Regions from separate parts of the Mus musculus genome. Here all the other regions are linked to region 2. Evidence: chromatin contacts called from public HiChIP or PLAC-seq and Micro-C data. All regions are on one chromosome and are shown on one strand. The core of a region is the stretch at or near the end of the contact, and the rest is flanking DNA. Distances in the headings are between cores, read along the strand shown.

Evidence for each region. A called contact is a pair of places that touch in the nucleus more often than the background predicts. HiChIP or PLAC-seq counts read pairs in DNA pulled down with a chosen protein or histone mark.
Region 1: a Micro-C map of muscle stem cells shows a contact between it and region 2, with 3 times the contacts expected there. The contact joins the enhancer-like site here to the promoter of Rab22a in region 2. A contact is called at or near these places in 3 of 39 promoter capture datasets (liver and macrophages), 3 of 484 Hi-C or Micro-C datasets (muscle stem cells and nephron progenitors) and 2 of 115 datasets of contacts at active chromatin or transcription factors (cardiomyocytes and embryonic stem cells).
Region 3: an H3K4me3 HiChIP or PLAC-seq map of the SCID.adh cell line shows a contact between it and region 2, with 10 read pairs. The contact joins the enhancer-like site here to the promoter of Rab22a in region 2. A contact is called at or near these places in 1 of 39 promoter capture datasets (macrophages), 1 of 484 Hi-C or Micro-C datasets (olfactory sensory neurons), 4 of 115 datasets of contacts at active chromatin or transcription factors (CD8 T cells, the SCID.adh cell line, double positive thymocytes and 1 more) and 2 of 9 other capture datasets (adipose tissue and liver).

What each region holds. Positions count from the first base shown.
Region 1 is chr2:173,704,644-173,707,343 of GRCm38.p6, reverse strand. No RefSeq gene overlaps it. Among named protein-coding and RNA genes, the nearest start is that of Mir6340, 4.8 kb to the right of the region's middle. Within about 2 kb of position 1,318, at least 11 of the 459 cell types and tissues checked have an H3K27ac peak or open chromatin away from gene starts, as enhancers often do. A contact at or near this core is called in muscle stem cells, where this site is marked.
Region 2 is chr2:173,658,474-173,661,173 of GRCm38.p6, reverse strand. Rab22a (RAB22A, member RAS oncogene family) reads right to left here and starts at 1,329. Exons shown (of 7, transcript NM_024436.3): 1 at 1,033-1,329. The coding sequence starts at 1,068. It also overlaps the pseudogene Ppp4r1l-ps.
Region 3 is chr2:173,623,543-173,626,242 of GRCm38.p6, reverse strand. It overlaps the pseudogene Ppp4r1l-ps. Among named protein-coding and RNA genes, the nearest start is that of Rab22a, 35 kb to the left of the region's middle. Within about 2 kb of position 1,447, at least 13 of the 459 cell types and tissues checked have an H3K27ac peak or open chromatin away from gene starts, as enhancers often do. A contact at or near this core is called in the SCID.adh cell line and double positive thymocytes, where this site is marked.

The DNA of each region.
Region 1 (2,700 bases), core at 69-2,568, 46 kb before region 2:
AATACTGGAGGCTGAAACACGCCTCTGTAAACATAGTATTTTATTAACAAAATATTTACATCATTCTTTACACAAAGTTTTTAGTGACAGAGCATGCCACACTCTATAAAAGCATACAATTGAAGCCAAGCTGAAGAAAGGCTGTTCCAAATCGTGCCAGACCTACTGCCTGCAAACAGAAGTACACAAAAGAGAAATCTTACAACAAAAAGCAAACGGCTGAGCTTTCTTTAATTGGCATTTACAAACAAAACAGACATCATACAGTTTATAGACTTAGGTCCAGCCCAAGGTTAGACTGCAAAAATAGTCGTCGGCAAATCCTCATCCTAGTATTATGTCACAGGTAAGCAGCCAGTATGTCATTTGGTGTGAAGCCACCTCGGCTTGAAGTTCCAGCTATTCAGAGTGCTACCAGGCTTGGGAAACCAGGGGCAACTGCATTTTCAAATAGATGCTATTGTAAAAGGCACAGGTCGCTTACTCCTGGTACTGGATCTTGACAAGGGATGGCACTCTTAGGAGACAAAAAGGATTGCTGGTATAAGGGCTTAGATTGTCTTTTCTCTCTAGATGTCTGATTTGGACTTTCAAACTCCTGGACAAGTGCTCTCTCATAAACTCCGTGGAGTTCTGATCCTTCAGCCCATCGTCTTATCACCAGTGACAGATCGCATTCTGTCACTGTAGCTGTGTTTGCCTCTTAGGCTCATGCTGCCCACTGCCCTCCTACAAGGCCTGGGGGGTTCTTTCCCCCTACAGAGAAGAGTACATCTCGCACGCAGGGAGCCTGAGGGAGAATTCTGCGCCAATCCTTGTGGAAGGCAGGTTGTAATTTCTGAACGTCAGGGTGGTGACTGATGACCGTGTGAGTGACTCACGATGTAAAATGATGGAAAGACTGAGTGGGGCGAGTTTAAAAAAAAAAATCCTTCCCAGGGCAATAAAGCTCTGTCTACAACAGCCTAACAAATGGTTTAAAAATAGAGCTTCGATCAGCTGCTCTGACTACCTGGCTGCCAATCATCCTCCCCCACCAAGCTGACTGGTCTGTCTGATATCACGGGCATGACCCAAGTTGGGAAAGTTTCATGTACTGTGCAGTAAACTTCAAACAGGGATGGGTGGGAACCAAGTTCTGGCCTTGCTTCCAAGCTTTTCCGAGGGGGAAAATGGATTACTTAAGTATAAATGCCAAGTGTTAACGATGGCCAAACAATGTGAGGATTAGTGTTTAAGGCCAACAGTGTTGTGGGCACTGGAGTAGGGAGCATGGGACAGACTGCAGCCACTGAGCAGCTGGCTCAAGCAAGCCCAGTTTCATGGAGCGGTGGCTGAAGCACACAGCTTGCCTTCTGATGCTTGGCGGCTCCTTGGCAATGCTAGTTCCCCGTGTGTAACATGCTATTTTCAAGATGATTCCCTCCAATGGATTGCAGTAAACAGCCTGCTTCGAAACACTGGAAAGTTCCTGAATCAAGAAGTGGCACTCGGAAGCCAGCAGGCTGTTTCTACGTCGCGCTTAAGAAGGACATTAAGACCCGTGGTTGAGAACTGTCAATTAAAGAAGGCTCTTTAAAAAAATCATTGCTGTCTTAGGACTCCCCATTAATCGGCAGATAGAGCTTGGCGCTTAAGGCCTGTCTATGGAGAGCTAGCTGGGTTTTTGCTTGTTGTAATTATGTAGCATTTTGATGAGGCACTGGGCACCATAAAATGAACTCACAGCAAATTAAAACATTTTTTCTTAAGTTTGTTAGACATTATAATTTTAATCTCACCATCTACTATTTATATATTCCAATCTTGCTATCTAAAATGTTCAACATAATAAAAAGGCACCGATGGAAGGCCTGAGACTTTTTTTTTTATTATTAAACTTCTGAATCCTTTTGTTTTGAAGCCAAAATATTCTAGCACATCTATAATTGATTGCTCTCTGAGAGGAAAGAACACAGATATTAGTTATTTCTGATAGTACAGACCATCAAATTAAACGTGATGCATGCTGGTGGAAGTCCTAGCTCCAGAGAGTAAATCACTCTCCTCCATGCTAAGAGCGCCCTGAAGGACGGGCTGAGAAATACGGCGATTCCAAGCTCTGTTCATCTGCCCTTCGCAGCACATCTAATGAACTTCATCACAGCAGGTCCTCGCTCATCACCTTCTGAGATACAGAAGGGAGGCCCCTGAGAAGTGTAGTATCCTTCTAATATTTTTCAGACTTTCATTTGCACATAAAACAGGACAAATGCCCTGGAATTCCATTAACATTTCTGGCAAATCAGATAATCAAATTGCCTGGTTTTCTATTACTGGAAGTCGAGACAAGCTTTTCTGCTGCCACGGGAAATTCACTGAGGTCATCCCTCTGAGACGCGGGCTAAATTCTATCTGACCCTCCTTTTCTAAAGCTGCACAGTGCTCTGCTTATCCTCTACATAATATGATGCTCAGAATATTTTTTCTAATTATGACATTTATTGATGTGTGTGTGTGTGTACGTGTATCAGAAAACAACCTGTAGAATTCTTCTCCTTCCATTATATAGGACTCGGGGATCGAATTTGTGTCACCAGCCTTCATAGCAAGTGTTAACCCCCAAAACAAAAACATATTCATGGCTATCTTCAGTATCACCTTATACATCATTGAACTTTTTTTTTTTTTTGATAAGTGAAGGAGACCAAGCAAGACATA
Region 2 (2,700 bases), core at 80-2,579:
ACTAGTGAGAAACCATCTTGAAAGTACTGGGGAAGGATTCTGCAGTTCTTAAGTGACACTAGGACCTCCGGAAAGACCTACGACGGCCTAGTGCTACAGGACTGCGATCTTAGCAAATCTGGGAGGCAGAGGCAGGAGGGTTCCAAGTTCAAGGCCTGCTGAGGCTGAGATTTCAAGGCTATCCTGGGCAACTTCTGGAGATCCTGCTAAAAAAATAGAAGCAAGCAAACTGGGGACACACAACTCAGTGGCGGGACTTGCCTAGGATGTACAAGGTTTAGGTTTAGTCTCTAAGACTGAACTCCTGCTCCCTCCCAAAGTAAAAAGGCCTCTTCAATGCCTGTCCTGTGTGAAAGGTGACTGGACTCACTGGCCTTTTAACATATACCAGTAAAACTATGCGCTCCCAAGTTGCGGAGTAATCGGGATGAACCCTAGCCCCACCCTGCTAAGGGGCAAAAACCATGTAGTTATTGGAATTTTTTTTTTTTCAGTCATTAAAACAGAAACTCAGGAAGGAGATCATTAGAAGGCTCTGAAAAGGCCAAACTACTGTGAGAGGACCGGAAGCTGAACCTTCAAAGTCCTGGTAACTCCTCCCTGTTCTAGTGAAGAGTGAACTTTAATGGAAAGTAACTCTTGCAGAAGTGTCAAAGACGTCCCAAAAGTTCAAAACCATCCCACATTGCTGAAAGGAGGCCAAGTGTGCGCATAAAACCCAAAGCCCTGCTGGGGAGGGTTAACTTTCAGAAACTTGTCTAACTTTAAAGGTGTCCCTCGCAAAGTTGGAAGGAAACTACCTGTGGGCTACTTCACTGTGGGATGGAAAGAGGGCGTCGCTCCGGGGCGCCGGGGGCCACCCTGACACCTGGGGGCCTTGGGTGGGGCACAGCCTGCTGGTCCCGCCGCCCTAAGGGGTCTGTGGGGGGCTGCGTCCCGCGCTGAGCGTAAAGGGGTGCAAGGGGCCCTGGAGTGCCGGGGCCCGCCCGCCCGGCCTCCGCGACCCTCCGGACCCCGCCCGCTGCAACTTACCCCGAGCAGGCACACTTTAAGTTCCCTCAGCGCCATGGCCCGGGAACCAGGGGTGCGGGCCCGCCGCCGCCCTAAGTTGAGGAGGGAGAGGCCCGGCCCAGCACCAGCATCCCCCGGCGCCGCCGCCTCACCGCCAAGTCCCGGCCGAGCACTCCGGGCGGCCGTGCGTCCGCCGCCGCCCTCCGGTCCGGCCGACCCCGTCACTTGTCCGGCGGAGTCACCTCAACAGCCGGGACACCGCCTTGGCCTCCCGGGCGCTACCGCCGCCGCCATCTTGGGACGCCAGCTGGGTCACCTGACCTCCCCGCCCACTTCGGCAGCCACCTTCTCCGCGAGGGCGGGGCGGCCGGCTCGCAGCTCACAGGCGGGTGGGCGGAGCACCAATGGGCGGAGCCTCAGCGTCGCCCCACCCTCCAGCTCCGCCTCAGCCCCATCTTCTCTAAGGAGTGGGCGGGGCGGGATGGGGCGTAATCTTGAAGCTACCACGCCTCTAGCTCCACCTTCCACCCGTCCCAAGATGGCGGCGGGTGAGTGAGGCCAGGCTGGTGGGCGGAGCGCGAGGGATGGGCGTGGCCTCTGGGCTCGCCCCCGCCTCCAGCCCCGCCCTCTGGCACATCCTAAGATGGCGGGTGAGTGGGGTCTAGGCTCAGGGGTCTCCGACGGCTCCCCTTCCCCTCCCCGAGAGCCCCCCTCACCCCACCTCCGCACGAGCCCGGGACTCGCCGCCCGCGCAGCCCCGTGTAGCTCCTTGTGTGTCTTTTGATTTTTTTTCAGAGATCCCTCTGTACTTTGTGGACTTGCAGGATGACTTAGAGGACTGTAAGTAACAGTTGGGGCGCCCCGCCCCTCCTTGGGTCCCTCCCAGAGGACTGTGGGGTGCACTTAGACGGGACAGGAGCCTCAGGTCGAGCCTATCTCGAGCCCGCTTCTTCTCAGGTGCCCTTCCCTCCTGGGCTAGGACTTGGGTCTGTTGGAAACTTTGTCTTCCTGTCACTTTCTCCTCTGGCTGCGCTAGGAGCTGTGAGAGGGAAAGCCAATCCCAACCTGGGAGGAACCTCCTTGGGTTCCTAGTTAGGGCTTGGGAGTGACGCCCTACTTGTGGGCCTGGCCAGCTCCATGTCTTCATGGAGCCCACTGCTTTCCATGTTTTGAGTGGGTCTCTTCCACTTGACCCTTCTCAGCCTCCACTTCTTCTCTGGAATTATTTTAAGAGACAGTAGCTGAGAGAGATGCCACCTTCGAAGTGCAAGTTCCAATTTGTGGCTAATGGACAAACGAAGCTTTGGCTTGTCTATCCAATATAGTTTTTCAGCGCCTACCTCTACTTGCTCGGGCCATTTGTTGGGCTTATGAATTTACAAAGATGAACTAGATCTCCCTCACAAGCCAGAGGGGAGCAGGAAAAAAAAAAAAAAAAAACCCAGGGAGGCTTGCTGGTGGTTGAGGTCAAATCACCTCAGATGACACAAATCACCACAGTCAACTGGGGCTTCCTGAGTCCCAGCCCTAGGAGTTACTTCTGTCCCCTTCCCTTCCCTACCTGAAACTCCCTGACAGGAGTTGATGTTGACTGAGAATGTTTGGTAGACCATTGCAGTGTTGAGCACATTTGATCCCTGAGTGTGTGTGTGTGTGAGTGTGTGTGTGTCAACTCTATTAGTGTAGCAT
Region 3 (2,700 bases), core at 198-2,697, 35 kb after region 2:
TGCCACAGTGACTCCTGGGAAATTCAGCTGCTACAATCTTGTCCGTCATTTATTTATTTTAGGTTTGTTTTTTGAGGTAGGGTTTTACTGTGTAACCCTGGCTAGCCTGGAACTCACTCTGTAGTGTAGGCTGGCCTCTAATGCACAGAGCGCCATCTGATCCTTCCTCCCAAGTGCTGAGCTTAGCGGTGCCCCCTTGCCCAGCTGATACTGTTGCCTAGTATAGAGATTTAATAAAGGTTGCCCCAGTGATGCCATGGGGTTGTCTTCCTGTCCAGGATGTAGCCCAGCAACATGGCCTCCACTTAAGCTTTGCACTCCTGTAGTGCCCATTTGGGCCCAGGTCTCTCTCCACCTCTCCTGAAGATTACTTTCTTTTCTCTTCGTTTGAAACCTTCCAACTCAACCTTACAGATCCAAGGTTGGTTTTGACATTGTTGAAGTATGTAGGTCATTTGTTTTGTAAAATCAGCCTGTATCATGCTTCTTTGACTTTTTTTGAGATTGCTAGGTGGTTTTTTGTTTTTATGTTCTACTAAAATCTCTTTAAAAACCGTCTTTAAGGGTGGGTGTGGTAGTGCACACATTTAATCTCAGCACCTGGAAAGCAGAGGCAGGTGGATCTGAGTTCGAGGCCAGTCTGGTCTACAGAGTGAGTTCCAGGACAGCCGAGGCTATGTCAAGAAACCCTGTCCCAAAAAATCAAAAACAAAAATAAAAGCAAACCCTTCTTTAAACCATCTTAGGTTGTGGGGCTGGATATCTGGCTCATCAGTTAAGAACATCGCTGCCGGATCCGACGCCTCGGCAGGCACCAGTCATGTACGGTGCACGTGCATATCTGCAAGCACAATATTTATCCACAGAAAATTAGAAACAAATCTCACAGCTTGCTTGCACTGTGAGATGCGATACATAGAAGGTGGGGAAACGCATAGACGCCGAGTTGAAGCAGTTTTACGAGGCCAGCATCCTTGGTGGTCATGTCCTGCACACGTGCTCCCAGAGCTCCTCATTCCTCTCCACGGCTTCCGCCCCACCAGGCTCTCATCGCTGAGCTGGGTTTTCATGTGAAACACATTCTTACCCTTCTGCCAAGTTTTAGCCCCAAGTATCTACCTTACAGTTTTAATTTTTTTCTAAGTTTAAATTCATGAAGTTACATAGAGACAGTGGCTTTTGGGCTGGTGCTCCGTGTGGCTGTGCCTCTTTTGATGCTGTTCTTGGAGGGCACTGGCCTTTGCCCGTTGACTGGGTAGGAGGCTTGAGGAGTTGAGCTACAGTTGGCTACAGTTCTCCTGTGGACACTGTGTACCGGGTGGATAATGAGTGTGGGCCTCCTCCTTGAGTGGACGTTGCTGGCTTTGCAGAGTACTTACCTCACTGCATAGCCCGCCTGCACGTGCCATACACTTCACTGCAGTTAGTGGTGTCACGTTTTCCACTGGAGCCAGCCTCCTGCTGTGGCTGTGCACCATGATTTCCTGTTTCCTGACAGTTAGAGCCCTGCTCAGCTGGTGCCTCTGCTCATTTCTGTCCTTTAGACTCCCATATAGATTTTAAATCCAACACATCAAGTCCTAACAAAATAAGGCAAAACACAGCATCAGTTTGTCAATTTGGAGGACCTTGTCATCTTTATAATATTGAGAATCCAATCTATAAATGTGGCCTGCCTTTCTATTTATTTAGGTTTTATGTCCCAATAAAACCTGTGTGCTTTCTCCATAGAGAAGATTATCATTTTTCCTTCCTTTGGTGACATCTACACTTTTACCTTGTACAGTTTGTTCTTTAGTCAGCCAGCTTTCCTCGGTGACAGATGCTGAGGACGTATCCATGGAAAGATAAGATGTGTTTGTGCTTGTGGTATTAGAGGTTTCTGTCCATGCTCAGGCAGATCCACTGCTTTGGGGCCTGGTGTAAGACAGATAAATGATGGAGGAGACAGGGGCAAAGCCATATACCTTATGGGGGTCAGACAAGAAAGACAGACAGGAAGGGACTGGTTTCTCACCAACTCATTCCAGGGCCTGTTCCCGAAGCCTTAAACTTCTTTCCACTAGGCCTCTCCACCTAATGGTTCCACTCTGAATAGTACCTCAATCTAGTGACCACACACCACATACACAACTTCTGGGGATAGTTTACACACAAACCCTAGTGCCTCCTGAGTAGTGAGTAAGTTTCTCTTTAGATTGTTTTTTTTTAATAGAGTCTTTGTGTGGTTTACCCACAAGTGAGCATGAAGCATGTTTGTAGTATGTTTTAATTTTTGTTTTGACATGTAGTATCAGGTATCCCAGGCTAGCCTTGAACTTACTGTGCAGCGTGCTGAACAAGCAGTGAGCCCACCCATTGCCAAGCAACAGCAGCAGGCAGTGAGCCCGCCCAGCAACAGCAGCAGGCAGTGAGCCCCCCCCCCCCCCCCCCCATCAGCAGCAGGCACTCCTAATACCCTTTGCTGACCAGTCAGTACTCACAAATCCATGCTGCCATTGCCAAATACATAAACAATTTTCAAATATCTCTCTACTGTTCCTGCTTTGATTTATTTTGTTTGTGGTCAAAGAACCAACATTTTACAGTTCTTTATTTTTTATTTATTTTTAAAAATTTACTTATTTATGTTTCAGTGTGTTCTGTCTAGAACGAATGTTGTGTGCCAGTATTTGGGGGAGAGTATCTTAAACACTTGTA